Linked DNA regions of Mus musculus: regions 2, 3, 4 and 5 are each linked to region 1. Evidence: chromatin contacts called from public HiChIP or PLAC-seq and promoter capture Hi-C data. All regions are on one chromosome and are shown on one strand. Each heading gives the region's core, a stretch centred on a gene start, on an enhancer-like site or on the middle of the called end of the contact. The rest is flanking DNA. Distances are from core to core; before and after follow the strand shown.

What was found. Promoter capture Hi-C pulls out the DNA fragments that hold promoters and counts their contacts. HiChIP or PLAC-seq counts read pairs in DNA pulled down with a chosen protein or histone mark. Capture Hi-C pulls out chosen DNA fragments and counts their contacts.
Region 2: a promoter capture Hi-C map of pre-B cells shows a contact between it and region 1, with 7 times the contacts expected there. The contact joins the promoter of Anapc4 here to the promoter of Stim2 in region 1. A contact is called at or near these places in 4 of 39 promoter capture datasets (the 3T3-L1 cell line, cranial neural crest, embryonic stem cells and 1 more), 3 of 484 Hi-C or Micro-C datasets (B cells, CD4 T cells and pre-B cells), 2 of 115 datasets of contacts at active chromatin or transcription factors (regulatory T cell precursor and stem cell-derived neural progenitor cells) and 2 of 9 other capture datasets (adipose tissue and embryonic stem cells).
Region 3: a contact with region 1 is called in a promoter capture Hi-C map of liver. The contact joins the promoter of Dhx15 here to the promoter of Stim2 in region 1. A contact is called at or near these places in 2 of 39 promoter capture datasets (liver and pre-B cells), 5 of 484 Hi-C or Micro-C datasets (CD4 T cells, regulatory T cells and rod photoreceptor), 1 of 115 datasets of contacts at active chromatin or transcription factors (large pre-B cells) and 2 of 9 other capture datasets (adipose tissue and liver).
Region 4: a promoter capture Hi-C map of pre-B cells shows a contact between it and region 1. The contact joins the promoter of Sepsecs here to the promoter of Stim2 in region 1. A contact is called at or near these places in 2 of 39 promoter capture datasets (liver and pre-B cells) and 1 of 484 Hi-C or Micro-C datasets (CD8 T cells).
Region 5: an H3K27ac HiChIP or PLAC-seq map of thymic regulatory T cells shows a contact between it and region 1, with 5 times the contacts expected there. The contact joins the promoter of Zcchc4 here to the promoter of Stim2 in region 1. A contact is called at or near these places in 1 of 39 promoter capture datasets (pre-B cells), 1 of 484 Hi-C or Micro-C datasets (embryonic stem cells) and 2 of 115 datasets of contacts at active chromatin or transcription factors (large pre-B cells and thymic regulatory T cells).

The regions. Positions count from the first base shown.
Region 1 is chr5:53,996,078-54,002,192 of GRCm38.p6, forward strand. It overlaps Stim2 (stromal interaction molecule 2), which reads left to right and starts at 2,446. Exons shown (of 12, transcript NM_001081103.2): 1 at 2,446-2,957. The coding sequence starts at 2,807. Gm30601 (a long non-coding RNA gene) reads left to right here. Exons shown (of 2, transcript XR_376962.2): 1 at 1-40; 2 at 325-536.
Region 2 is chr5:52,831,590-52,837,618 of GRCm38.p6, forward strand. It overlaps Anapc4 (anaphase promoting complex subunit 4), which reads left to right and starts at 2,546. Exons shown (of 28, transcript NM_024213.2): 1 at 2,546-2,803; 2 at 4,089-4,194. The coding sequence starts at 2,675.
Region 3 is chr5:52,187,798-52,193,419 of GRCm38.p6, forward strand. It overlaps Dhx15 (DEAH (Asp-Glu-Ala-His) box polypeptide 15), which reads right to left and starts at 2,749. Exons shown (of 14, transcript NM_007839.3): 1 at 2,483-2,749. The coding sequence starts at 2,553. 9230114K14Rik (RIKEN cDNA 9230114K14 gene) reads left to right here and starts at 2,884. Exons shown (of 4, transcript NR_015537.2): 1 at 2,884-3,140; 2 at 5,121-5,622.
Region 4 is chr5:52,665,513-52,671,376 of GRCm38.p6, forward strand. It overlaps Sepsecs (Sep (O-phosphoserine) tRNA:Sec (selenocysteine) tRNA synthase), which reads right to left and starts at 4,189. Exons shown (of 11, transcript NM_172490.4): 1 at 4,063-4,189; 2 at 3,387-3,541; 3 at 476-594. The coding sequence starts at 4,176.
Region 5 is chr5:52,780,368-52,785,891 of GRCm38.p6, forward strand. Zcchc4 (zinc finger, CCHC domain containing 4) reads left to right here and starts at 2,688. Exons shown (of 13, transcript NM_001308144.1): 1 at 2,688-2,847; 2 at 3,622-3,740; 3 at 4,731-4,813. The coding sequence starts at 2,724.

The sequences.
Region 1 (6,115 bases), core at 1,196-3,695:
GACCGAGAACACATTCTGAAGATACACGGCAAGTTGTGAGGTTTGGACTTTAAAGGAGGGGGCTGGGCTGTAGGAGTAGGGTGGCCAACAAGGGAAAGGGGTTCCAGGAAGATTTTGATGGAATTTGGCAAGAGAAGCACCAGGCAGGAAGCTCTAGGTTACCAGGGAAAGGAAAGGGAACCTGGGCAGAGGACGTGATTATCACCGCCTCAAGTCTTGTGTTTATGTGTACACTTTGCAAGTGTAATTCTCGATCTAATTCTACGGATGGGTTTTTTTTTTTTTTTTTTCAAAGTAATGGACTTGCTCTTGCCTGTTCCCTAGGCCTATGCTATGATGCACCGGAACAATGTGCCCCTGAGTAACAGTGTGCACCACGGCTGCGCAGCCAGAAACATCGGTACCCATAAAACAGATCTATAAAATAGAGGGTTTATTCTAGCCCGTGTCTATCTGAGAGAGGCCGCTATGGTGAATGCTGGTTCCTTACCTGTGGTCCCACTAGAGAGAAATAAACATTTATGATTCCAAATCCATTATCGGGTCTCAGTGTGCCCTGTGTTTGAAAGAAATCGTATGCCATCTTTGTTTAAAGAAGCTCGGGCCCAGTGGATTGCTAGTTTTTCCTGGTTTTATATTGTTATTGCTGTAACATAGTTTGTACTACCCACGTTAGGAACTAATTCCGAGTCAGAACCGTGTAAGAATCTATAAGGTAATAGACAAAAATTGTATCTCCTGTCCAAGATGGTAAAGTTCCCTAGGAAAGGACTGTTAGCAATTTTAGAGCTTCAAGTTCTGACTTATTTGACATTTCCAAGTGTTTCTTAGTCTGCTGAATATAATACCCCACCGTATAATACTTTGCTCGGCGTATATGAGATGTTCAGTAAATACTGATGAATTAAATGATGCCTCCTGTAGAGTAGGAAAGGAACTTATTTACTTCCTGGTTATCCGGTGCCTAGCAGTTCTGTCTACTCAGCAAACACAAGGCTTCACTGCCTTTCAGCAAGCAAAATAGAAACTTACTGTTGCCCGGTAAGGAACGGCCCCACCCTCCAACATAATGCCCCTAAGAAGTATGTCAAGAAATAATTGTGGTTGATTAGCCTTGTTATTATTCCTGATTCTTTTCTGCAGTGTGCATCTTCCTCTTCCACTACCCGACATTCTTTTGGTCAAGCTTCCTAAGGAATTGTTATGTATTTGACTTCTTGACTTCTGGAACAAACTGATCTAAACTGCAAGCCAACAACAAAATCCAACAGTAGTCAGACCTATGTTCTTAACAATCCTAGCTTCGAGTTCTTAAATATGTGTGTGTGTTCAACACCTCCTTTTACATTTCAAAGGTTTTCTGAAGAAATGCTTTGATATGGGTCTCTGAGGTATGTAGCTTGCCTCTGAGTGCCATTTACCTGGGTCACATCCTGAGGACTCCTACCACAATTGAAACAAAATAAAAAAACAGCCAACAACAATAACAACAACATAGTCCCATTGCAATGGTAGCATCTACTTGAAGAAATAGATTCCGGTTCTTTTCCCCTTTTAGATCAATTGGATCTGGAGCAGAATTGCAAGAGCATCCACAAAACTGCTTCATTGCAGATAAGCAAAATGGTCAAGTCTATGTTGTAGTTGGGGCAACCTGTTCAGCTGGCAGTCTATAGAAGTGGTGGTTTGGCAGATGAGTGGCAGTGACTGCCTTCAGTGTCAGCATGGAAAATAGTAAGAAGCTAGAGCACATTATTCGAACATTTCCATTCAGTAGTTGATAAATCGGGCCATGTCCATTTATTAGCTATGGGCCGGTGGGTTGGTTAAGCTATTTTAACATTTCAGCGCTTGGGTTTCGTCACATGTAAAATGGCGATGAGATTGAGTTACACTATGCCACTGTAAATTGCTTAGAGAAATTCCTAGCACTCTGGCACAAGGTATGCGCTTTGCCAAATGTTTGTCAAGTAAATACAAAGCTAGGCTGGGTTTCCCTCCGCTTCTACAAAGCTGGCAACCGGTAACCCCCACCAACATCCAAGTTAGGGGAGGCCGCTGTTTCCCACTGCAAGGTTTTTTTTGACCCACGGGGTTAAAGCACTCAGAGGATCTGCGACGTCGATACGCTTTATCCAGGTCTCCAGGCTGCCCATCATCAGATCACGGCGTGGGCGAGACTCACTCCTTCCTCCCGCTCAGCTTCTCTGGCTCCTGAAGCACAGCCTGGGCGGCTGTCCCACGCCCCGCCTATCGGTCTGGGAACGCCCCTAGGGGCGGGGCCCACGACCACGCACGCGCAGTGCCGCGGCGTTGCGCCTGCGCCGTGGCGGGGCTGAGGGAGGCGGGGGATTGGTATGAGAGCGAGTGTGTGAGGGGAGGGAGGTGGCCCGGCCGAGCGTGGTACTACGGCGGGCGCGGGCCGGAGGGGGCGGGGGGATGCGCCGCGGCGGCGGCGCGGGCGCTGGGCTGGGGCTTGGCCGCGCCAGAGCAGCGGATCCCGGTGTCGCCGCGGCAGCTGCGCGGGTGTCGCGCTGGGTCGGAAGACGCCGTACCACTGCGCTCCCCCACTTTTTTTTTTTTTTTTTTTTTTAAATAACCGGAACCAATGAACGCGGCGGCGAGCCGAGCTTCGCGGGCCGCCGGTGAAGGGAGCGGGTCAGCACCCGGCGGGAGTCCGCTTCCGAGGCGGCCGGGCCCCGGGCAGCTGGCGGTGAGCGAGTGGCCGGCGGCTCCTGTGAGCGCTCCTCCCGCCGTGGCACCGGGCCGGGCCTCGGGCCGCCCTCTCCGGCGGCGCTGGGCAGCAATGCTGCTCTTCGGGTTGTTGGTGGCCGGCGTGGCGGACGGATGCGATCTGGTGCCCCGGCACCTCCGCGGGCGGCGCGCGTCGGGATCGGCCGGAGCGGCGGCGTCTCCTTCGGCTGCGGCTGCGGGCGAGCGCCAGGCGCTGCTGACAGGTGAGGCCCGTGCGGGCGACGGGCAGGCTTGGCGGGACTCCCGGCAGGACCCCATCCCCCGAGAGGGCGCCTAGCGGTTGCCTTGGCGCCGGTCGTCGCACTTCGGACGCCTTCCTAGTCCACCGACTGGCGCCTCTACTGTGCTTTCTTCGCCCTTAGTGGGCTCCTGCGAGCTTCCCAGCTGAGCAATGCAGTGGTTTCTCTTTCGTGCTGCCGAAGGGACCAGTGGGGTCTGTAGGGGACTGGGCTCATTTCCCCTCTTCCCAAAGCCGCCAAAGAAAGTAGGCGGCGGCAGCAGCAGCAGCAATGCGGTATGGAGTTGGCCCCTGTTGCCTTTGCAAAGGCGGCTGGCAGCTTCTTACCGATCGAGAGCCGGGCTGAGCGCCCTGTCCCAGGGGAAGCTGCTGAAGAGATTCTTTGAGAGCCACAGCACCTAGTGGCACTAGTGGTTCTGTGTTAGTATGAAGAAACGTCAAAGTCTGGTGTGTTTTTGTGGGGGTACGAGGACGCTTTAAGGGATGGAAAGTATATGCTGTTTGAGAGCATCACTGGGTGACAAAGGGTGCAGAAAGCGCAGCAGGTAACCAGAAACACACCTACAATTTACCAAGTGCAGGATATTTGTGACGTGGATTTGGGCAGCATAGTTCTGATGGAGTGCACCAGTACCTTTTTTAAACACAGAACGTTCTAGCACTTACTGAAAACTTGCAAATATGTTTGGTAAGGTTAAGTAGAAAATTGTATGCTTTTACAGCCTTCGTTGTCTTATATAACTGATCTGGTGTGGTTTAAGCAGTGATGTAAAGGTCCTGAAATGATTTCCTGGGGCACAGTGCTGGAGGTAGAGTAACTTATTTTTCTTGCTGCTGTGTTTATTTTTAAGGTAGATCTCTAGGTTTTCTGGAAGAACAGCAGGATTAAAGAGGAATAAGATGATTCACTGTTAATTTAACTGCAGTGGTAGCCCAACAGGCGTCTGGGAGTTACTAACAGCTGCTCAGCAAAGTGTTCAGGAGTCTTTAGATCATAGCAGCTTTCCTCTGAGTTCTGTGACAGGCTATTTCCTGTTGCAGACAGAAGAAGGATGTCGGTAAGCATTGTCAGGCACTTTGAGAGTTGGAGGGTATAGAGCATAATGATTAGCATACTCAAGGTACTCAAAAAACTTACCAGATCCTGGTCAGTTGAACCAGGCAAGTCATCACTGGTTGCCTTGGATAAAGGATTATAGAATGATCTTTAGGGACGTAGTATGTAGGGAGGGATATATTGGGTGGTTTCATGCTCAAATAGTTATTTTCTAACAAAAATATGGCAAGTGTGGAAGGGAACAGTGTTAAACTAGTTAAAACCTACACTAGAGTGTAGGTTGAGGGCTTATTGTCTCCCCTAGGAGTGGAACGTTAGCTTCTAAATGGTATAGTAGTGTGGGTCCCCCCACCTCTTTGGCAGAAATGTTTGATTACATAATGCCTTAACAAATGTGATTGACAGAGAGGCAAGTGATCTAGAACTTTGGTGTTTATTGACTCTTCAAGCAAGTATGTTTTACTGAGAACATCAAGAAATCAGCGCAGATGGACTTCTAATAAGCTGTAACCCTTTTAATTTTCTCTGTAGTTATTTATGGCACAGTTGAAAAGACGCAGTGATTCTTAGTGGGAAAGATCATCACACAAAGTGAAGTTGTGCTGTCGTGCTTTTTAATAAATTTGCTGAAATGTTGACCTCGGAATTATTTCTGTTTATAAAAGATCTCTTTTTTTCCCCTTATGTTCAAATATTAATTTTAAAACGTTAAACATTTCCACTTAAAGTTTCAGATTTTACAACTGCTCAGTATCTAAGTTGAATAATAGAATTTTAATAAGTTTATGAAAATACAGTCAGCAGGGCTGGTGTTTAGGGAAATGTAGATTGAAAAATGACTTGTGAAAGTAGAATGTGTTGAAAAATGCTTTGAATTGTATGGCCTCTGTAAGGCCCTTTCTCATTTAATAGTTTTTGTGGGTAGTTCTCTTTTATGGCTCCATTTGTTTTATTAAACCTGGGACATAAATGGATGGCGATACTTCACACTTCAGGAAGTGGAGCCACAGGCAAACCCTGTTACATTCCAGACAGTGTTAATGGATAGATGCAGACATGAGCATATGAGAGAACTACATTTTATGTGGATTTTGCAATCTGAAAACTTGTGAAAGAACTGTGAGAGAATTTTTCTCCGGGGTTCCCTGTGAAAGTGGCTGTCTCACTGTTGACATGTCTAATAGTTTCATAAACTGACAGCGACCCCATTCTCTGTTTTCCTTCCCAGATTAGCACTTTTAATACTTAACCGTTAGGAGCTTCTGAGGCGTTTGCTTTTTATTAAAACAGTCCAGAACACACCTTTACATTGAAGCTTACTTCCAAGGGTCTTATGTTGGTGTATTTTTAGAACAAATTATCTTTAAGTCTGGCTTGTTCTTAGTTTTGAACAACAACAACAAAAGTATTCTTGCAGAGATAGGCAATGATACCATCAAAATCAATAGATCCATTGTCTTACATGTTGTAGTAATATAGAACCAATATTTATAATATCACATAGTAAAATATTTAAATTGTATATGTGCATATGCATGTTTATATTTTTAGTTAAAAAAGTAATCCACATGATTAAAACCTAATTCAGATTAAGGATTGAAGGCTGGAGTAGACAGAGGATATTTTAAATCCGTACTTTTGAAAACCTTTTTTGTTTAATATATACAGCATCAATGGATTGAGCCAGAGTGGAGTGGTTGAGCTCATCAAAATATTGAAATAATTGTTTCTGAGAAATCATGGAAGGGCAAAAGTATGCAAGCTATCTCTCTGCCTCTTCACTCTCTGTCTCTGCATATATATGTATGTGTATGCACAGAAAGCTCAGGTTGGGAAAATATGTAGAATAACAACACTGTTTTTTTTTAAACATATACACACACAGCTAATTGTTTCAGAATTTTTAAACAACCAACATTAGCTTTAAAATACTCTATAATTTTGAATCAATTACAGTAACATTCTTTAGTGCTTATATAAATATTTTATCTTAAGATTTTATCACTTCACCTATTTGGTATATTACAGGAGTATAAAATGAAAAATTTAAGGTATGTCTTTTAGAT
Region 2 (6,029 bases), core at 1,296-3,795, 1.2 Mb before region 1:
CAAACCATCACACTGTCTAATGTTCTGTATCTTTTCATAAATACAAGAATTTATGTCTATAAAGATGGAAGATCCTGAAGAGGATGACTATGCCATATCCAAAAAAAAAAAAAAAAGTTCAGAAAATGTTCCTATGGTTGGACATTTGGTTTGATTTTTTTTTTTAACTACATTGAGCAAGCCAATAGTTATCATATTTTACCAAATCTGGGACTTCCTTAAAGGTAGATAGATGTGTTGTGTTAATAATTATCATGTATTACTTACTATGCAGTGTGGTGTTTGTTTTATATGTAACAATAATCATATTACTAAGTGTTTGTTTCATATAAATGCAAATATTATGGCTCTAGAACTCTTACTAGAAACTATTCAAACTGGAATCACGTGAGTTAGTCTCTGGATTTCTTTCCAAAAACAGTAAGTGAAGTTGTGGGGGCATCGTGGTTTGAATATGCTTTGCCCAGGGTGTGAAATTTGGAGGTATGGCCTTGTTGGAGTAGGTATGTCACTGTGGGTATGGGCTTTAAGACCTCACCCTAGCTGCCTGGAAGTCAGTATTCTGCCAGCAGCCTTCAGATGAAGATGTAAAGCTCCCAGCTCCTCCAGCACCATGCCTACCTGAATGCTGCCATGTCCCCACCTTGATGATAATGGACTGGACTGAAATTCTGAGCCTGTAAGACAGCCCCAATTAAATGTTGTCCTTATAAGAGTTGCCTTGGTCATGGTGTCTGTTCACAGCAGTAAAAACTCTTACTAAGATTGAAGTTGGTACCAGAAGTGGGGTATTGCTGTGATAGGCCTTTTGTCTGGAAGAATGTGGATTTGGGGACTTTGGATTTGGAAAGCAGTTGAATGCTTTAAGTGGGGCTTAATGGGCTATCCTAGTAAGAATATGAAAGATTTAGTTGCTGAGATTGATTTGAACTGTTCAGAATTGGCTCAAGACGGTTCAGTGGAGGAAAGTTTCAATATGGCCCAGAAACTGTTTTTGTAGTGTTTTGGTGAAGATTGTGGCTGCTTTTTGCCTTTGTCTTAAGAGTCTACCTGAGTCTAAGATAAAGAGACTTATATTAATTGCATTGACAAAGTCTCAAAAAAGCCCAGCAGAGACCTTGTTCTCTGGTTAAGTCTCATGAAGAACATTTTAAATAAGCATAGCAAGTTTAGAAAGGAAAAATACAAAATGTGGTTCACATATTAAAGGGGCACCAGGAAGTGAAATGGAGCTGAATCTTACGTTCTAGGAAATAAAAGATTAAGGGATTGGGGGTAAGATCCCATCCAGCTAAGTTTAGATTCAGGCATGGTGGTATACACCTTTAATTCCAGCATTACAGGCGGCAGAGCCATGCAGATCTCTGAGTTCAGAGGTTCAGTCGGACATCATCAAGGTGGGAACATGGCAGCATCCAGGCAGGCATGGTGCAGGAGAAGCTGAGAGCTCTACTACTTCATATCAAGTCTGCTAGCAGCATACTGACTTCAAGGCAGCTAGGATGAGGTCTTAAAGCTCACACCCACAGTGACACACCTACTCCAACAAGGCCACACCTCCAAATGGTGCCACCCCCTGGGCAAAGCATATTCAAACCATGACAGAGGGAAACAGTTTTGATAAACAGTACTACTGATGATAAAATGTAGACTTACTTTGCTCTCCCTTCTTGCAGAGTGGTCTTTATACTTAAAACCCAGAGCAGTTGTGATCAACAGATTGACAATTGAGGTTGCCTGGGCAGTGTCTGTCCACATTTTCTCACAAAATTGAATGCTTAGATAGCCACAGAATAAATCCTGTTTCCTCTTAACTGTGGTGAGTTTGCTACAAGTCAAGAAATCATTTAAATAAGGCGAAAGAAAACACACTATTTGTCCCTGTTAGGGAGGGTGCAAGCACTTTAACAGTATATGTCTGTAGATAGGAATCATTCAGTGTTTTGTTTTCTTTTTAAATGGTGATTTCCGTCCAATGTTAACCCTCTTTTAATTTGCTAAAATGCTGCCTGATAGAGAGGTTTGTTGTTTTAAATTCTACAATGCATCCAGGGCTGAAAACGACTGTGTGCCAAAGGAGGTCCAGTGTGTGAGTCCGGAGTTTTGATTAGAGCCTAAACCTAGAACAAAAGGGATTGTGTACACAGCAGCGAATTTCTGAGCAAACGGAAAAGGCCTGGAAGGGTTCCCACACGTCCGCGTATACAGGGTTAAGGATTCCTTTGGTACTTGCTGTGCAGCGGGCAGCCCAGAGTAGGGGACCTCCGAGACACCAGAGCTCGCTCCGCCCTAGCCACGCCCAGCTACGGCCTAGCTCCGCTCCCTTCTAGCCCCGCCCTCACCCGCTGTAGCCTAGGCTAACTTTGCCCTAAGCACTCGCTCGCCCCGCCCACACGGCTCCGCCCTACATCAAGCCCCGCCCTGCGCTCTCCCCGCCCCACCGGCGCGCGGCTGCTGTGCCACTCACTTCCTCTCGCGAAGACGTCCCGGCGTCGGCGCCGGAAGCTTTCTCCGAGCGCGGAGGGCGGAGTGAGAGGGCGGGGAAGGCCGCTGGCTAGGAGTAGGCCGAGTCTGCGACTCTGGCAGGTACCGCTGCTGGCAGGGCTTTGTGCCAGAGCTTTGTGGCCGGGTGCTCCGGCGGCCTTCTCGCGCACGTCGTTGCAGGGCCGCACCCATGCTGCGCTTTCCGACCTGTTTCCCATCCTTTCGGGTGGTGGGAGAGAAGCAGCTGCCACAGGAGATTATTTTCTTGGCCTGGTCCCCCAAGCGAGACCTCATTGCTTTGGCCAACACTACAGGCGAGGTAAGTGAGCTGGTGAGAGAGGTCGCCTGGGCTGGGACCCTCGAGCCTCAGTTTCCCCTTTGGCAGACGTGGCGAATCGCACATCTCTCCTGCCCCTACATCTCAGCATGGCTGTTAACTTTAAGAGACTGTGTAAAATACTGTGCCTTCCAGACAGGATGTGTATTCCATTTCCTGTATGGCCCAGAAGAACAAATTCCCTCCAAGTTCTGCACACCCAGGACTCCAGGAATTGATTTGGCCAGGGATGCACCATCAGACCCCGCCCAAAGTTGGTTTCAGATTAGTAGAGAATGAAGATGAACTGTCAAGTCCAACTGGAAGTGTGTGTGTGTGTGCAGTTGCTACAGAGGATGCTTGGTTCCGAGGTTTTACATCTTTGTTACATCTAGCTATTTAGAAGATCTTTAAGTTGAAAGGCTGATGCCTCACAGAATTGCAGACAGAATGCGTGTGGACGTTGTCAGTTAGCATTTCTGACATTAGGAACGTGAACATGCGATATCAAGTACAACTAGATACCCATCTTTCTGTGGAGGATGACTATTACCTGACAGCCATCTTGAAAGGGTCCCATCATCCATGCCACTTAGCACCCTCACCTATGTAAAACTAGGTGGTAAGGAAGGCCTAGCACCCAGAAATGCTTAGTGTGCCAGATTGCATTATCGTGTTGTGTGGCACGGCTCTGTCTCTAAGATCCATGGCTGGTGACATAGCTAAGGCGTGGGCTAAGAGTGCAGTCATTATTGTTGTTATTTTACTATGTCACCTACATATTCATGTTGTTTGTGTTACTTCTTTTGTCTATTGTCTTGGATAGGCTTTTTAACCTTTTCAAAAAGGTAAGTTTAAAAGATACAAAAGGGGCTGGAGACATGGCTCAGCTATCAAGAGCACTTGCTGTTCTTATAAATGACCTAGGTTTGGTTCATAGCACCCACATGGTCACAACTGTCGGTAGCTTCAGTTCCAGGGAGAACTGATGGCCTCTTCTGGCCTCCTGGGGCACTGACTGCACAAATGTGGTACAAATACATACATGTAGGTGTACCTTAAAAAAAAAAAAAGAAAGAAAATATGTAGAGTACAGGACTAAGTTGGGCCTTCTGAGTTCACCCATTTCTTTGAAAATGTCTTACATTCGTTTGGACACTGTTGTTCTGTAGATTGCAAAAAAAAATACTCAAAAGTAGTAATTAAAATTTTTGTTCTGTGGGTCTAGGTTCATTTTATCTCTGCAGGTGAGTTTGCAGCTTTCTGCTATCATGTCTTTTCATCTTAGGTTTTGCTGCATCGCCTTGCAAGTTTTCATCGAGTTTGGAGTTTCCCACCAAATGAAAGTACAGGAAAAGAAGTGACCTGCTTGGCCTGGAGACCAGACGGCAAACGTATGATAATGCTACAAACGTGTATCTCTTATTTCCAAAAGGATAGTCTAAAAACAGTACTTTTTCTTGGTATATTTTAGAATTATGGTTTTGTTTCTGTTGTATAGGTCTTACTGTATAACCCTGACTGGCCTAGGACTCTTTGTGTAAACCAGAGATCCACCTGCTTCTGCCTCCCAGGTGCTGAGATTAAGGACATGTGTGGCCTACCGTATCTGGCCCTATATTAGAACTATAAGTACTAGTTTGAGACTTTTTTTTCTTATTAGAATGCTTATATTTTTCATGAAAGTCTGTTGTTGGCAGGGATAAGTCTTTAATGAGCCCTGGCTTTGTGGCAGATAGGATCAAAGTCTGAGACATTTGCAGAATAATTGGCTTTGGCTCTCTCTGCTCTCTTGTCCTACATCATTTGATCCAAGTACCATTCACCACTCATGAGTCCATTCAGTGCCATCACAGTCTTTTTCTCCCCCAAATTCAGTTAGTACTAAATGTGAGGTTCATAAATCTCCTCTATGTAAGCTACCACTCAGGAGGGGCTGCGCACTGTGACTCTACATTTCCCAAAGGTCTTTTCCTGCTGTCGTGGCTCAGATCATTCATCTTCCATGGGGGTGTGTGTGTGTGTGTGTATCTTGTTTAGTTTGTTTGTTTGTTTGTTTGTTTTTCAAGACAGGGTTTCTCTGTGTAGTCCTGGCTGTCCTGGAACTCATTCTGTAGACCAGGATGGCCTCGAACTCAGAAATCTCCTGCCTCTGCCTCCCAAGTGCTGGGATTAAAGGCTTGCACCACCACTGTGCTGTCTTGTTTAGTTTCTTAAATTGATAGTTTCTGGAGCAGTTAGTCCTAGTGTTAGAATAGTAAATTGCTATGGGCTGCAGCTTGAAGTTTATCAGGGTGTCCAGCTTGTGGTCTATAAGTCACATGGGACTCTGTATAACAATGAATATGGCCCAGCACAAAATTTTAACGTCCTCAAAACTTTGGGTTTTTTTTTTTTTTTTTTGTTTCTTTGTTTGTGGAGGGTTTCTCTATTATTATTCTTATTTTTTTTTCTTTTTTCTTTTTTTTTTTTTGTTTTTTGTAATGTGATTGCATAGTTCTCTAATGTGAACTTCATGGTTAACTACATTGTATCACTGTGGCAAAAGGTTGAGCAAGCCTGAAGGTACTTTAAGAAAAAAAATAAATTACATTTGTAATATGAGTATGTCCTCCTGCTTAGTTTTGTTTTTTTCTTTTTCTTTTTTTTTTTTTTTTAAATAAATATAAGTACTTAAAGCTTGTTTGATAGCTGTTTTGGTGAGCAGCTCTGACAATGTGTGTAGAGATCTGTTTGTGCATTTTGATCTGAATTCATCTATTCCGATAGGCTTAGTTCAGGCCAGTGTAAACAGATTTGCCGCTTTGAATGTTAAGTGAACACTAACCACTGTGTCTCCATACTGTAATGTACAGCTGTTGGCCGTGATGCTTATCACATGTCGGCTTTCAGCTGTATAAGCAGTGCGTAACCATTCTGAGCAAGTGGGAGAACTTAGTGGGATTAATTCCTAAACGTAGAACTTCCAGGAATGCTCTAAGCATAGCCATTCTCCTTTTTCTTAGATGAGTAGAACATATAAAATCAGAGGGGTTGGGCCAGTGGGATGGCTCTGTGCAGGTGACAGTGTTTGCTGCCACACCTGAAAACCTGAGTGTGATCTCCAGCATCCACGTGGTGACAGAGGAGAAACGATTCCCAAAACTACCCTCTGGCCTCCACACATGTGCACGGCACACATTTGCTCCCATGAGCACTCACGAATAAGAATAAATGTAATAGAGGAACT
Region 3 (5,622 bases), core at 1,499-3,998, 1.8 Mb before region 1:
AAACTAGTCATCTACTCTAGATATTTTATATAAACTACTTTTTTTCTGACAGTCTCACTTTGGGAACTTCTAAGCATGTGCATTAACGTGCATACATAAGGATACTCATACTTTCATCTACAGAAAATTCGAGGAAAGCACTTAACACCAATGAGCAAGACAAGAGACAACTACTGTACTACACAGCCAATGGGACCCAAATCCCAAGAGCTCACTGATATTACATTTTGTATTTAGGAATAAGTATGGACTCCAAAGATGGAAATAATGATTTGTAGTAGCTTACTGCTTTTTTCTTTATACATTTATGTGTGAAAATTTCTTGCCCTTTGCATCTTATCATCTTATTATTTAATTTCAGCTACCACGGGATTGTAGTGAAACACATAATTACAAATTCTTATCAGGAATATTAAGAACCATTAGGATAAAAATGTCCTTCCCAGATTTCTTGGGAGCTGGTGAGATGGCTCAGACTGAAAAACTGGGTTGACCCCTGAGGCCATCATGGTCAAGAGGAGGTAACTGACTCCGTGGTTTCTTCTCCTGGCCGCCCCTCCACCCCCACCCCCACCCACACGTGCTGGAATGGAGACAGCAAGGTCTGGTGACAGCTGGGGTGACAAAATGAACAAGCCTATGCTGTCAAATACACTAAACAAGAGCAAAGAGGGGGAGGGAGGGAAGCAAAGAGTCCCTGGCAGTCAAAAGTGCCTTCAAATCAAGTAAGGAAAAAAAAAAAAATACCAAGCACAAATACTGTATTGCTAAAGAAAACCAGTTCTATAAGAAAAGGTACTCAAAAAACTTAGGAAACTGCAAAAACTGCCTTGCAGAATCTCTAGAAATCAAGGACTCTCCTGTACTTAGTGACAAATATGAAATATTCAGAGGAAACATGAAGCTACCCGCGATATACGCAAAGTCCATTTTGCCAATGTTGTATGTTTTGCAAGAGAAATGACCATAATCACTGTAATGTGGAGCCCCAATTGCAATAAAAGCATTGAGTCGTGAACATACACACAAAAAAACTCTGCTTGCACAAACTCAGTGTTCATCCCAATGTGACCTCTATAAGGAGAGAAATTAGTTGCATCTTAGCCAAATGTGACATTAACTTTAACTTCACAGAAGTTCCCCACTTTATCAATCCAATATAAATGCCATTTATGACAGGTTGTGATGCCTAACTACAGTACTAAGTTTCCTGTTGAGAAAAGGAGAATTCTACATACCACTATAATCTATGGAAAAAGCTCACTGCAACTTTGCTCTCCCTTGGAGAATATTCATGAGCTGTTTCTACCTAAGAACTGATGGAGCTCAATTACTAACATTTGGAATGTTTGCTTGAGAGAACAGCTGTCTTGGGATGTTTTATTATTACAATGCTTAGTGTTATAAGCTTTAAAAAAAAAAACCTACACAATCAAAACATAACAAACCTGCTTTCCGTATTCAATATTTCAACCTAAGGAGAGCGACAGAACGCATCCTATCCTGACCTATTCTCACACTGGTAGTTAGAAATCAATCCCAAAGGACTTTCCGTTAACAAAAACTCAAGAGACCACACATCTGACTTGACAGCGAGTCGGTGTCACAAGACATAAGAAAATGATAAAATCCTACAACTGTTTTGGACATTTGGACTTCCGTGGATATATTTTTTAATTAACCCAACAGATCCCTGTACTGCCGAAGCATAAACATACAACTAATTAAAATGGGAGGGTAGGAATATAAACAAAAGTACATTTTAAGTATGAACTGTGAAAGAAAAGACTGGAAAATGATAATACAACTGCTTACTTGCTAAATGCCCTGTCTTTGCGAAAAGTCTAAGAAAAGGAACTAAAATGCCAGACCAGGAATCGGTGTAAGCCTTTCTCAATCTGCACGTGGGTGTTGTTTGTTCAAACACGCTTAAGATCACTTTTTTGAAAAGTGCGTCCAAAGTGGGGAGGAGATAGAAATAACTTCCAGAGCGGAGGGGGAAATACGTGTTTTCACAGGCCTACCCCAGTGATGCTACTTAAAAGCAAAGCCGGCTTTTAAGCAAAGCAGGAAATAAAGGAGATGGCGGGAGGGCAGGCAGAGGGCGGAAGTTGGCAACGGCCTCTCCTGAAGTGCCTCAATGGAAGAAGGCCCTTCGTCTCCCGCCAAACAGTGCGCCCCGAGGTCGGCTCGCCTCTATCCTCCCCCAAAACAGACAGCGCCCGCCGCCGCCCACGGGGGCAGTGCCCTTGGCCATCCGGTTCCGGCTGCGGGCCTCACGCGAGCACCGAGGCCTCGCGGCCCGCTCCGCACGCCCGCCGTTCCGCGGCCTCGTGGCCGCCACAGGCCGCTCGCCCCGGCCGCACACACTCGGCACGCGCCCCAGCCGGCCGACGGCAGACAAAGGCTCGGCAGCCGGGCCTGCTCCCCGCCACCATCCAACAAAGCCCGAGCCGCGACTGCGCGCCCCGGCCTGGCTTACCCATCGGTCCCCGCACGCTTCTTGCCGGAGGGGTAATCCTCCCCCAGGTCCAACCGATGCCTCTTGGACATCCTCGCACTCCCAGAAGCGGACGCTTAGGAAGGAGGGAAGAAGAGAGACTCCGGCAGCCGGATCCACGCACAAGAGGCCCGCGGCTCAACTCGCGGGGACCCCCACCCCTCCCGCCACCACAGCCCGCTCCGTGCGGCCCGAACCAGGAGCTAAAATGGCGGCCGCGACGAGGGCAGGGCCTGCGTGCGCGCCTCCGCGGCGGGCGTGCCGGCGTGGTGCGCGCGCACGCCGTCCGGAGGCGGGAACTCCCGTCCCGCCCGCTGTGCGATTGGCTGAAATGGCTCTGAGTTCCCGCGGGCTCCTCCCTTTCCCCTCGCGTCTCTCTGAGAGCTGATCTGAGCTGCTGCTAAGGACCGAAACGCGCCTCAAGCTGTCACTTGCCGCCTGGAGTTCGTTGGGAAAGTTGAAAAAGCCTAGTCCTGTTTAGGAAATCTATCCAGCTGTGTATATACTTTTTGCTTTTAGGGTATGAAGCTCAGGAAGGATAAGAAAAACAAGATCACACAGCTGGCAAGTGGCAAAGCAGGACACAATTTATAACTCCAGAACGAGAATTTGCAGTTGTTGCGCCAGATGCCCTGTAGCGGTGAGAAAAAATGTTAACTTTAATTACTGTGACTCGTTTTGTCCATTCACCCCAGAACAGATAACATCTATTTGTTCAAGGTATAGGTGTTTTGTATAGGGTTCAGAAAATTGGAGGTAATCGCACTGGGCACTGTATTTTGCCTCCAATCCTCTGCCCTAATCTTGCTCCGTTTGTGTGTATATGAGTGCATATTAGGCACTCAGAGACATTAGCCCTATCTCTGTCCTCGTTTGGTTTGGTTTGGTTTGGTTTTTTGAGACAGGGTTTCTCTGTGTGGCTCTGGCTGTCCACAAACAAGCTCTGTAGAAGAGGCTAGCCTGGAATTCAGAGGTTAGGCTGTCTCTGCCTCCCAGTGCTGGGACTAAAGGCGTGCCCCAGCATGCCTAGTTGCTGTGCTCCTTAGTAGAGTGAACCCTGAAAGACATTTTATAGACATGGTTACCTGGACTGAAGGAAATCAACAAATAGCTCATCCATTAAGACTCCACTGTAATGGCAAGTTGTTGAGGCAAGGTGACACTTAAGAGGTTGTGTATCTTTCTCCCTTCAGCCATTGTGCATACTCAATTACATTCATTTCCAGAAGTGTGGGCGAAAGAGGTCTAAGGATCAGCCCAAATACAGGGTATCACTTCATGTCAAGACTCTCCTTTGCTGCTCCTTGGCTCTAGTCCCTCGAAAATTCTCAGAAGGATAATCTCTAAGATTAAATACAACAGAAACACAACAGATGATATTGTAACTTTCACAATATCCAACACAACTGTCTAAATGTACATTGACAACCTGTTAGGCTAGATATGGTAGTGAGTACCTTTAATCCCAGCACTCCTGAGGGCAGAGCCAAGCAGATTTCTATGAGTTCAGAGTCAGTTTGTTTTACGTAGTGAGTTCCAGGACAGCCAGAACTATATAGTGACTCTCTCTGTCTTTCTCCCTCCCTCACTCCTTCCCTCTCCCCCCTCCTCCCCCCCCCCCCACATGCACTCGAGCGCACACACACACACACACACACACACACACGAGCCACTGAAAAGTCCTGTGAGCATCTTTCAGGTACCTACATTACTGAAGAATTCCACCCCTGTCAGTTGTATTCCTTGTTATAGTTCCTAGACAGGAGGGTCCTCTTGAAGTTCTTGTGCAGAGTCTTGAGCCTTGTAAACCCCCATGATCATCCTCTTCCCTCCAAAATGTGTATTAATGGGTCATTCCTGTGATGAGCTCATGCAAGTTACCTCTCCGATATAGGCTAATGAGGATGTGATGGTTTTTATATGCTTGGCTTGGGGAGTGGTTTAGAAGGTGTGGCCCTGTTGGAGTCGGTGTGTCACTGTGGGTGTGGGTGTTAAGACCCTCATCCCAGCTGCCTGAAAGCCAGTAGTCTGCTAGCAGCCTTCAAATGAGGATATAGAACTCTTAGCTCCTCTTGCCCCATGCCTGCCTGGATGCTGCCATGTTCCCGCCTTGATGATAATTGACTGAACCTCTGAACCTGTAAGCCAGCCCCAGTTAAATGTTGTCCTTATAAGAGTTGCCTTGGTCAGGGTGTCTGTTCACAGCAGTAAAATCCTAAGACATGGTCCAAACTAGAGGAGATAACTACTACTCTATACTGTTATTACTTAATTGCATTAGTCAGGGTCCTATATATGGGAATGAAAATACATATGTATGTATACACACACACATGGGAATTTATTAAAGTGAATTATAGATCATGTTCTAGCTAGTCACTGTCATCCAACAGAAATGCCAAGAATCCGGTACTTGTTCCGTCCATGAGGCTGAATGTCTCAGCTGATCTTTGGTCTATGTGTGTATGTGGTGGGGGGGGGTGGGGGGGTGGGGGGGTTAATCCCAAAAGATAGGTTCTAAAACCCAGGAAGGAATACCCTGGCAGCAGGACAGATGAACTGGCCAGTGAACGTGAAGACAAGCAGGAAAAGAACAAAGCCTTCGTTCTTCTTTTTATAGGGGCTGCCACCAAGAAGGTGGAAGAACACCTTTAATTCCAGCACTCAGGACACAGAAGCAGGTGGGTGGATGTCAGTTCCAGGCCCTCCTGGTCTACTTAGTGAGTTCTGGGATGGCCAGAACTACATCATGAGACCTGTCTCAGAAAAAAAGAAAGAAAAAGAAAATGCTCACAGGTACACCCAGCTGCTTGGCTTTGAATTGATTTCAGATACAGTCAAGTTGACATCAAGACTATCCACCAACCAATCTTTAATTTATTCATTCAATGGATATTTTTAAGTCTATGTCTGGCATTAAGTTAAGTGCTAGAGAACCCGGGGAAAAACCAAAAACCAAAAAACAACAACAATAACAAAACAGGACAGCCATGTTTTCTGCCTTCATGAACTTTCTGGAAGGAGAGAAACAGCATTTAACAGCGTGGAAAGCTGCTTTGTGAAGACAAGTCCTAAGAATGCCATCTACAGAGGACTGGGGTGGTGAGAACATATGCTAAGTG
Region 4 (5,864 bases), core at 2,939-5,438, 1.3 Mb before region 1:
TCATTGTTAAAGCCAGGGGGGTAGCACTGCAGACCTTTAATCCCAGCAGTTAGGAGGCAGAGAGGCAGATGGATCTCTGTGAATTTGAGGCTAGCCCTGTCTACAATGAGTCCCAGGTGAGCCAGAGCTACATAGTGAGACCCTGTCTCAGAAAAAAAAAGAAAAAGGCAGAAACACTGCAGTTTTCCCGGTGATGGGCCTCAGGAAGCAGACACAGGCGGATCTCTCAATTCAAGGCCAGCCTGGTCTACAGAGAAGGTTCTAGGACAGTCAGGGAGTCACAGAGCCCCTCAAAAACAAGACAAAAAAAATAGTCATTCCTGGGGTTATAGCTCTCGTTTTTTGTTTTATTCTGAAACAGGTTTACATGTGTGTCCTTTTAAAAGCCATTCATATTATTTTTGAAGACACAAAAATGTAGGAAACTTGTGTCCTATCTACTCATCAATCACATTATGATTGATAGGATACATACCAGCAAGCTTTATGACATTAAGCACCAAAGAATTAGTAATTTTGTTCAAGAGGCTAGAGCCTGCAGCTTTTGGTTGCACAGCAGAAATATCACCGGATCGTCCAATTCCGTGGATGAACCTAAGCAAAAAATAGGCCAAAACCCATACAGATACATTCAATGTTGAAGTAGTCAATACGCAGGTTTACAAATAAATAACCAAAAACTAGCAGAGGTAGTTTTCTGTTGTTGTCAGTATACTTCATAAACAACTAAAGTAGAAAAACCTTAAGTTGAAAGAGTTTCAATATGTTGTAGTAGCTAATCTACAAAGACCATCATTATCAAATTCTTTTCCCATGATGGTCCACACCAAAAGATATAGTTTAATTCTCCTCCATATCTACATCTGGATTGTGTGGCAGGGGGTGGGGGTGGGGGTTGGGGGTGGGGGTGGGGGAGTGTTGTCCTTACTGACTTACTTTTGACTAGGAAGAAGAGAAAAAGCCTCTGAGTTCTAAAATGTCATAAGAAGCACTAAGTCTACTTGGTTTCTAAAGAGTCTGCTAGTGTGCACTGCCTTCCAAAATCCAGCTGCCACACTGGGAAGAGCTAACATAACAGAAGATGAGATCTGAGCCCTTAGCCATGTAAACAAATCATCTTTTATAGACTGCCCACTCTCACCTTCAATAAGACTACAGTCTTAGCTGGCATTTGATAACTACACCAGAAACACATTGCTGAGCTCAGTTAACACACAGAACCAGGAAGAAATAATGATTTTAAGCCATTAGCTTCTGGAGTGATCTGTTTAAAACCACAGTAGAGGTAACAACCTATTCCCTCTTTTCTGCCTACTAGAGCAGTGGGACAGATTTCAATCTGAATGAGTCGATGCTTTAGAGACTGTCCTAATTAGTTGTTGGCGGTGACAGTGGCCTTTTGAGACAGGATCTCACTAAGAAGCCCTGGCTGACCCTATACTTTGGACCTTTGCCCCTATTTCTGCTAAGTGCTGGGATTACAGGCAGTGCCACCACCCAAGCAAAAACTTTCCTAATTTCTAAAGTATGTTTCTTAAAAATGAGTGTACAAATCCACGTGTCTTAAATTAGATGGTCCTATACACTTAAAAACACTAAAAATTGGAATACTCCAATTTTAAAAAGAAACAACTCCTTCTGATGCTCCTTACATTCAATTAGATCTGAAACTGTGTATAATGAGAGTATCAGAAGCACTAACTGGTACTGTACTTCTTTACAGGCACGCCTTATATACAAGATATCCATATGCATTATCTATGGACCTTGTTACCAGGGCATTGTTAGACTGGAAATCTGCATCCCTACTCATTAGCATCACTTCTGACTGCAAATATTTTCATTAAAATTTTAGTAAGCCTCAAATATTTCACCATGATTTAAAAACAAAAAAACAAGAAGTTTTTTAAGAGATCATATTTCTCACAGAAAGGGTGGAAGACAGAAATAAGCAGTCATATCCAAAAGCACTACCAATTAATGATTAAATCATTCTTGCCAGGCAGTGGTGGCACAGGCCTTCAGTCCTAGCAGAGGCAGGTGAGACTCTTAAAAAAATCACTTTTCAGAATGGAGTAAAATCTCAAAACTAATACAAATAATGTAATCATCTAATACAACTGCTCCCCCATCTGCTGGAATTCAGACAGTGATAAACACGCTCTACTCTCCAGTAAAACCTGTACATTACAAAGAAAACATGGCTGCAAGTGGGGTTGAACACCTTTAATCCTATGAGTCAGGAGACAGAGGCAAGTGAACCTCTTTGTCTGAGGCCAGCAGGAGCTACAAAGTGAGTTCTAGGCCATCCACAGTTACAAAGTGAGAATGTCTTAAAAAAGAAAAAAAACAACAACAACACAACAACACACAACCATGATGTATATCAAGTGAAGTTTGAAAAAAGAAAAAGAAAGAAGGCCACGCCCATGGTAAACACTCTGCAAGGCTGGCTGAACGTCTATGATTGTGGCAAGTTAGCAACTGGCAGGCCAAGAACCAAAACATCTTCCCTCTGTGTGACCTAGCAACCCTGTGACTATTAGGTCAATCCTTCTGGAAGGGACAGAAACCCCCTAGCTTCACCTACCCATAAGCTAAGAATGTCATCAGACAACAGCCAGGGCCTGCAACGGAATTTCCCTGCTTTTCCTAAACATGCCTACCTCTATATTTCTACTAGTGTAGTCAAAAAGTGTCTTGGCCTATGATTTTGTTCTGCGACTATTTTACATAAAAATTTCATGGAACTGTTACCATCCAGAAGAACATAATATTTGGGGTCACCTGTCACTTATATGTATCTCTAGAATAACTCTTATTCCTTTTGAAATGAACTGTTTTTTTTTTTTAAAGACTTGTTTATTTTATGTATATGAGTACACTGTAGTTGTCCTCAGACACACCAGAAGAAGGCATCAGATCCCCTTACAGATGGTTGTGAGCCATCATGTGGTTGCTGGGAATTGAACTCAGGACCTCTGGAAGAACAGTCAGTGCTCTTAACCACCGAGCCAGCTCCTCAGCCGTAACTATGCTTTTTTAAATTTTGCTTTGTTTTGCTTCATTAAGTTTTTATAACAGATGTACTAGTTTAAATATTGTCAGAACACAGCACCAGTGATGTTGACCAGTCTGCTGGATGAAAGAGGAAACCACCATATATCAGAACTACTGTCTTGAAAGCTCCAAGTCTCTCAGTTCCATCTCTCAGTTCCGTTTGATTTCTGTACCCATTACCCATTTCATGAGGGAAGGGATTATTTCTGAGTGGAAACTTTATAATTTAGTAGGAATACCACCACCATTATTTTAAGTTCCTTCCACTCCCATTCCCAGAATGAATGAATAAGTAAATAATTTCATAAGTAGTTTAAGAACCATACCTGTAATGTCGTCGAGCAACCAAAGCAGAGGCCACTCTCCCTTCCCTTTCTCCCACACCACAATTACCCAAGAAATTGTTGCTATCCATGACTGCAAGCTCATGCAGAAAGAGTTCGAGGGTACTTTCATCCCAGCCATCCTCTGGACACTTGCCCTTAAAAAAAAAAAGTAATGGCATTTATATTCAGGTAAATTATCGGCCCCTAAAACTCCACATCAATGTACTTGAATTCCTTTTAATGTGTTTTAATGACCCTTGATTCCTCACATCAGAAATAAACTCAGCAGCTATGAAGGAACGTTTGCCAATTGGCCAAACGTTCGTTTTCTATTTGACTACAAACTATAGAGGTTGCGGACTTATGTAATATGGCCACTGAAGTTTGCGAGGGCTCAGTGGAGTTAGGGAAACTGAAAAGGTGACGTCCTCGGGTGAGTTTTCAAACTAGGGGCTGGCAGACCCTGGGGGCACTACGGTTCAGGACTCCCGTCAAGAGGTGAGGCCAGAGAGGTGCGGCGGGCAGCTGCCCGCGGGCGCAGGTCTACCGGCCGCATGCGATCTATCCCCGAATGGCCCCGGCGGACCAAGCCCTTGGACTTTGACAGCTCCGCACACACCAAGGCGCCGCGCTGCCCCGCCCCTCTCGGCACACGCCGAGCCCGAGCGCCGAGTACCTGCTCTAGAAGCAGCCGGATGAGGTGCTCGTGGGCGCGCCGAGCCTCGCAGCCCTGCCTCACGTAAGCCGGAGACACCCGCCGCTCGCCCGCCGCGAAGCTCTCCGGGTTCATGACGGCGCCCACTGAACACACACCGAGGCCCAGGATGCAACGCGCTGCCCGGACGGTACGGGGCGGCCGTGGACCCAAAACACCCTAAGACGCCGCCTTCGACTTCCGCGCATGCGCAGAGCCGTCTTGGTGGCCCTCCACTCCCATTCCCCAACACCACAAGCACTTGGGAAGAAGTTGGAAACCTTGAGTATATATGAGAGAGTTGGCAAGATTAACGGGTTTCCGGCCAGAAGAAAGGGGAGTTGGATTGGGCTAGGTAAGCCCTCTTGTAATCAAGAACACTAGTACTTCAAGAGAGGGCAGAGAAGGCAGAAGAGTCATTGTGTGGGCTTCTCAGGAAATGACAATTTATGATCTGTTCCAGTCATATTGTTTGAGTCTTCCCCAGACTGTGTCAGATTCCAGAACCTTACATCATACATACCTTGATATATTTCAGCAATTCCTACTGCCTGACAACCTTAGGAAAGGATAGAGCCCTGCTCTCGCGGCAAATTTATCTCATGATAGTTACTCTTTTCATTTTAAATTATGCAATAATCTGCAATAACTCAACCCACCATCATATTATGGGAAGAGGAACCTTATGCATATCTTACCTGAGATCTAGAGTTTTCTCTACTAAGTTTAGATCTACAGAATTCCTTTAAGAACTTTGTACTAACATTTGTCCATGAATAGTGTATCTTTAGAACATAGTAGTAGTCTACCAAATGTAGGAATTCCCCACTGGTAGAACATATATGTACTTACATGTCAGCAAGCAAGCACACATGGCCTGCAAATTCTATATGACTTTGAAATGTTTGAGGGAAGAAGAGTTCCTCACCTTTTTTGGGCACCACAACAAAAATGGACAAGAAGCTACGGGACTCTGTAATGCACTATTTCATAGAATCGTAGCCATATAAAAATAAAGGCTCATGGGGAAAGAGGGGAGATGTGGGAAACAATGAAAATGTTCTGAGAGATCACTGCCAAGCCAGCTTTCTTACCCATTAAAATCCCTGAGCATACAAAGGTCACAATCCTGCAGCTATTCAAAGGCACCATTGTACACTACCGGTGCCTAGCCCCTGCCTTTGAAAAGAAAGGATGTGGTAAATGGTTGGACCTTTTGCTCGGCTAATCTCTGAGCCTCCCGGGACATTTGCTTAGGGGCTACCAGATATCTTCAAAAGGATATCACATGTCTCTATGGAGCCACTCATTGCAACATAGACAAGCTGGTTAGTCTCCCAAGTCAACATTAGCTGTGAAGCTTGACAAAGATCACTGAGGTTAACTGAGGATCATTGTAACCTGCCTACAACATAGTCTAGGAAAAGTCTACAAAAGTGGGCTGAACCATGACCTCAATGGCCATTTCACCATTTTTAGATTGATTTTTAAAATGTATTTTAGATAGTGTATGTCCATTTTCAGGGTGGTCTGTGGTATTTCCTTGCCAAAAGATACAGCCTGTATAGTCTCTCTAAGTTCTGATTTTATTTTAACCTGGGTCAAAAAAAAAATTCTAACAATAACCAAGCCACTTACTTCTATCAAGAAGATCAAATTCTAGTCAAACCTAAAATGACTTCAGCAAGAATGAGAGATGGAAGGACCTCTGCACTGTCTTGCCCTGTGGCAGGGGTGGGAAAGGGGGTAACAAAGAGCATGCTCACCTGCAACGCAAACTGGGA
Region 5 (5,524 bases), core at 1,438-3,937, 1.2 Mb before region 1:
GGGGCTATTCACAGCTGGGGAGGAAAGCAGAGAGAGGACATATAGGGGGCTTCCTGGCCAGCTCAGCAGGGCATCAGGGTCCAGATGTGAGCATTGCAGGGTATTTGAACAGGGTGTTTGGGAGGGAGAGCAAAAGAACACAGAAAGAGAGGAAGGAGGCAGTTTCATTGGGACAGTTGTACAGAGACTAGTTGCAGAGAGAACAAGCCAGACACAGATGAAGACAGAACGAGCCAGTGAATGAGGAGACACAAGATTAGAACAGATTGCCAAAATTAGTATGAGGTCAAGCAGAACCATTCAGGAAAGGCCAAGGAAGAGAAACCAGATCAAATCAGTCAGCTTGGAAAGGAGTTTGTGAGCCAGAACTGCTGGGTTGAACAGGCAGTTAGAGTTCAGAAAGAACAAGAAAGGGTGAGCTTATTCACCAAGAAGTCTCAGAAGCTGAAAACATTCTAAGTCCAGATATATGGAGGCCAGAAGCTTCCAGGACCAGGCCTAGGTCAGCAGATTGAGACCATAATCCTTCCAGACAACAGTTGGATAGGCAAATAAAAAGTACTTTTACATCTGTGACTGGAGTGGTAAAGCAAAAGACCATATTCTACCAAGCATCTGGAAATTTACAGGGAAGGCTAATAGGCAGAGCTACTTGTTGCAGAAAACACCATCCTTGTGGAAAAGGATGCCCCAGTAGTGACTACACATCTCCATCATGATGACTGTCGTATCAGTCATCTCTGTTGCTTGTGTTTGATAGGACCAAAGTTTTTCAACCAGAAGATAGAGACAATGCTAAGACATTCTCTACAAAAGATCTGGCTTCACTCATTGTGTTTGAAGGAGATTTGGAGAGTGGAGTTCTCTGAGGATAATGGGATAGTCTTCCTGGTACTTGTAGGATTTTACTGATTTGTCCAGAGACTCTGTGGGAAGAGTTTCCGAATTCATTGGGTCTTAGGATCAAACTCTGAGTGACAGGACAGGCAGCCAGAGTCCACCCCTGTGCTCGGGTCTATTTTCAGTTTCCATCAGAATCCTTCCAAGGATTTCAGAGTATTTCTGCCCCCAGTATTTCCCAGTATGAAGTAAAGACTCTATTAGGCAATAAAAACACTCATAACTTACTGATGATTATCATAACCCTGTTAGCAAATAAATACATAGATGTCTATCAACCATAGTTAACACCTCATAACATTCCAGTTACCGATGGGATGTGTACGTAAATGTTCCCCCACCCCACCCGCAAAAAAAAAACCCTAAAACCTAGGATCTTGGTGATGTTGTAGCCTCCCCAGTTTTTTAAATTTTACTCTAATGCCTATGCAATAAAATCCCCTAGTGGCAGAGTTTCTAGAATTTGTGCCTGTTGTAAACTGGTGAATAACTGTGTACCTAAATCTAAGGTGTGGGATTTTTCTCACCAAAGTTTTTCCTCAGAAAAGAGAAGACTGTATCATTTTTGAAGGCTGCTTTATTATCATAATTATATACCTCCTCATGTACCTTATTCAGATCAGAGTGTGTGCATGTGCATGTGTGTATACACGCATGTACGCGTGTTACAATTTGCAATTTCATTGACAGATGTGTGTATGAATGAGCCTTGACTACTACTACCACTGTTTGGAATTAGATAGACTGATCTCTCCCACTTGGTTATTTTCTTTTAAAATTATTTTAGCCATTTCTTTGCCTTTCCCTATAAAATTCAGAATAATACTTTGTATATCTGGCTGAGATTTTGCTAGAAACTGCACTCAACCTGTCTGCACTTAACCTGGTAGGAGGTGGCATCTTTACTGTGTTCCGTTTCCCGTGTAATGAACAGACCACGCTTCCACATTTATTTAGATCTTTCTTGATTTTTTTTTCAACCACATTTTCTAGTTTTCTGCTCATGAGACCTGTGTACGTTAAACAAATACATGCTTCTTTTGCTTGGAAATTCTAAGTGGTATTCTAAATTTTATGTTTAGACAATCACTGCCAGGGTATGTTAGTCTCATATCCTGAAACTTACCAAACTCAAGTTAACCTAGAAGTTATTTAAAAAGTGTACATTCTTTGATATTTTTTATGTAGACAACTGCCACTGGCAAATGGCGACATTCTTTTCCTGAGGTACAAACGAGAACGAGAATTCAATAATTACGTGTAAGAGCAAGTGTTAGATGAGCTCCAGGCATGGTGAGGCATGTGTTTGTAACCCCAGCATTTGGGAGGTAGAGGCAAAAGATTAGGAGTTCCAGGCTACACTCTGCTACTGGGGAGTTAGAGGCTAGCCTGGACTACATGAAACCCTGTCAGAGAACAGAACAGAACAGAACAGAACCAAACCAAAAGACTAGACAGTTCTTTGGCATTGTTAAACGCAATAGAGCTGCTGTGCTGTGTGGTTCAGCCATTGTTTACCTCTTTGTTGCTCTTTTGGATCTATAATCTAATCAGATCTTTGTTCTAAAGATTCATCTCTTCTCCTGGTTATAGGTGCTCTCTTGGCATAGGCCTTCCAGCTTCACCCCAGAACCCCCACGGGTGTGTGTGTGGGTGGGTGGGTGGGTGGGTGGGTGGGTGTCCTGCTTAGTTTCTCACTCTGGGTCTGACGGCGGCATGGCTCCTCCAGGACGCGTGGGGCGCTGTGGGTTCCGCGTGCCGCGGCGGCGCTCTTTCTCCGCCTCCTTGGTTGGGACAGAGGCTTTCGGGACTTCGGCAGAAAGATGGCGGCGCCCATGGACTGTCTTGAGTCCCTGGAGGGTGATGGCGACGCGGGGCGTAGGGCGTCCGGGGTAGAGGTGGCGCTTCCCTCGAACCCCACGGCTCCTGCCCCGCTGTGCCCGCACGGTGGGTCGGCGTCTGCGCTCAGCCTTGCCGGCGGCGCCAATGGCGAGGCTTGGGCTAGGTGCTCTGCGGGTTTTTCGGATTTGTGTCTGGAAGAGAAGGCTTTTTCCCACCCCCTCTTCCTTACCTTGTGTGATGCGTGAATAACACCCGGTTTCAGAAAGTGTTTGTCACTCTATTTAGTAAACCCCCAGAGAGGTCCTGGCTGCTGGAGCTTTGTCTCCAGAGCTGTTAGCATCTCTGCTTTGGGGGACAGGTTAGGGAGAAAGCCGAACGTAGAATGCACGGGGCTGAAGGCTTCTTGCTGACAAGTTCTTAGCGGAATTTAATTTGTTGAATTGATGGGGTTTTATTGTTTTGAAGTTAGAATAAACAACAAAACCCTGGAAGCCTAATTAAGTTTACTTCTTGCGGCTTTCCAACTGTAAAGCTCAGGGTTTCACTGAAAATGGTAACGGCAAACCTTGCAGTTCTCCGGGCTTTCCCCCTTGTTTTATTCGCGTTTGTTCTTTTAAGCATACTTTCGTCATGGACCCCAGCTGTTGACTATTGTAATGTAAACAGAAAGCATTTTCTTTTTGAAGAGAGCAGTTTTAAAAATTATTTCTAATATTCAAATGCATCAGTGTTGCAATGGAAGAAAATAAGATTTATCAAAGAGGATAGTACATTGAATTATAAATTATGTATAATGCCTAAATAAGTTTTATTTAAGGCAGAGAAACTTGGTGTAGACTACTGCTTGATACTTATTTTTTCTTCCTATTCTGGAACTAGGGCCTACTCTTCTCTTTGTAAAAGTGAACCAAGGGAAGGAAGAAACACGAAAGTTTTATGCCTGCTCAGCCTGTAGAGATAGAAAAGACTGTAACTTTTTTCAGTGGGAAGATGAAAAGGTACAGTAACATTTTGGCTAGTTTTACGGAGAATGAACCAGTAAACATGAAGTTTAAGCATTATATAAAAGGATTTCTTTATTTTAGTGCATTTGGTATTTTTAAAGATTTTTTTTTTCCTTTTTTTTTTTTTTTTTTTTTTTTTTTTTTTTTTTTTGAGACATTGTTTCTCAGTGTAGCCCTGGCTGTCCTGGAACTGATTCTGTAGACCAGGCTGGCCTGCCTTTGCCCCCTGAGTCCTGGAATTATAAATGTGTGCCATCACTGCCCAGCTTAATGATTAATTATGTGTATATGTGTGTGCACCTATTTATTGGTATGCACACATGAGTGCAAGTACCCATGGATATCAGAAGAGATCCTCCGATCCCCTAGAACTGCAGTTACAGTCAGTTATGAACCTCCTGATGTGGGTGTTTTAAATAGAGTTAGGTCTTAAGGTAGTGTTTGATCTCAACTACTGGGCCATCTCTCTCACCCCAAGATAAATATCTTAGGAGGGATGAAAATTTCATGCTTTGGATTTTGTTTTTAAATTCTGGGCATTAAAGTTAATACTTAACTCTGAACTTTGATACAGATGTGTTATTGTCTTAAATGAAAATTAGTTCCCTATAAGATTTGATGTGTTAGTATTGGGTAGTCAACTTACAACTTCAGTTTTGCTATTTATTAGTTTCTTTTGGTTTGTTTTTGGTTAGTTTTTGGTATCTTCCTGTGTAGCTCTGACTGTCCTGGGTCACTATGTAGACCAGGTTGAACTCAAATTCACAGAGCTCCACCTGCCTCTGCCTCCTGAGTGTGCCATTACTCCTTGCAACTTCTAGTTGGTAATGAGAATATTGAAAAACAACAGTTATTTATTTCACAAGAGTTCTAGAGATTGGGAAGTTCTAGATAAAGAGGGAGTAATATTGATGGTGTGTTCTGCCCTTCTGATAAACAAACAAACAAACAAACAAATACACAAACGTTTGTTCTGTCTTTCAGTTGTCAGAAGCTAGACTTGCTGCCCGAGAAATTCATAATCAAAAATGCCAGCCTCCTCTATCCCGGGCACAATGCATAGAAAGGTATTGGTATGATGTCTTCTTTTCCTTATTGCTTTGTCAGTGATGTTGCTTTTTAAACTTACCTTCATTTATTTTTTTTTACACTTTCCATTTTAATGATTTGCAAGTGTACAATTCACTGGTATTGATTTTATTCACAATTTGTGCAACTGTTTCTTCTGTGTTCTAAACATTTTTAATCACATCAAAAAAAATCAGAAAATTTTCACAATGAAGTAATAACTCCTTATTCTATTTACTCCAAACCTTGGTGACCTCATTGTGGCTGTGAATTTGATTATTCATATATTATTCATTATTCATATATTATTTGTTCTTTTTTTTTTCTTCGAGACAGGGTTTCTCTGTGTAGCCCTGGCTGTCCTGGAACTCACTCTGTAGACCAGGCTGGCCTTGAACTCAGAAATCCGCCTGCCTCTGCCTCCCAAGTGCTTGGATTAAGGGCGTGTGCCACCACGGCCTGGCTTTATTTGTTCTTGATATCTATGATTTTTACATTTAGTATGTTTCCAAGGTACATCCATGTTCTTTATGAGTATTCCGCCTTCATGTAGGTCTGTGTAATATATTTGTACCTTGTACCTATGGAGGCCAAAAAAGGGCATTGGATCCCATGAAACTGGAATTAAAGATTATTGTAAGCCACCACATTCATGCTCGGAATAGACCCAGGTCCACTGGAAGAGCAGTATCTGTTCTTAACGGATGAGC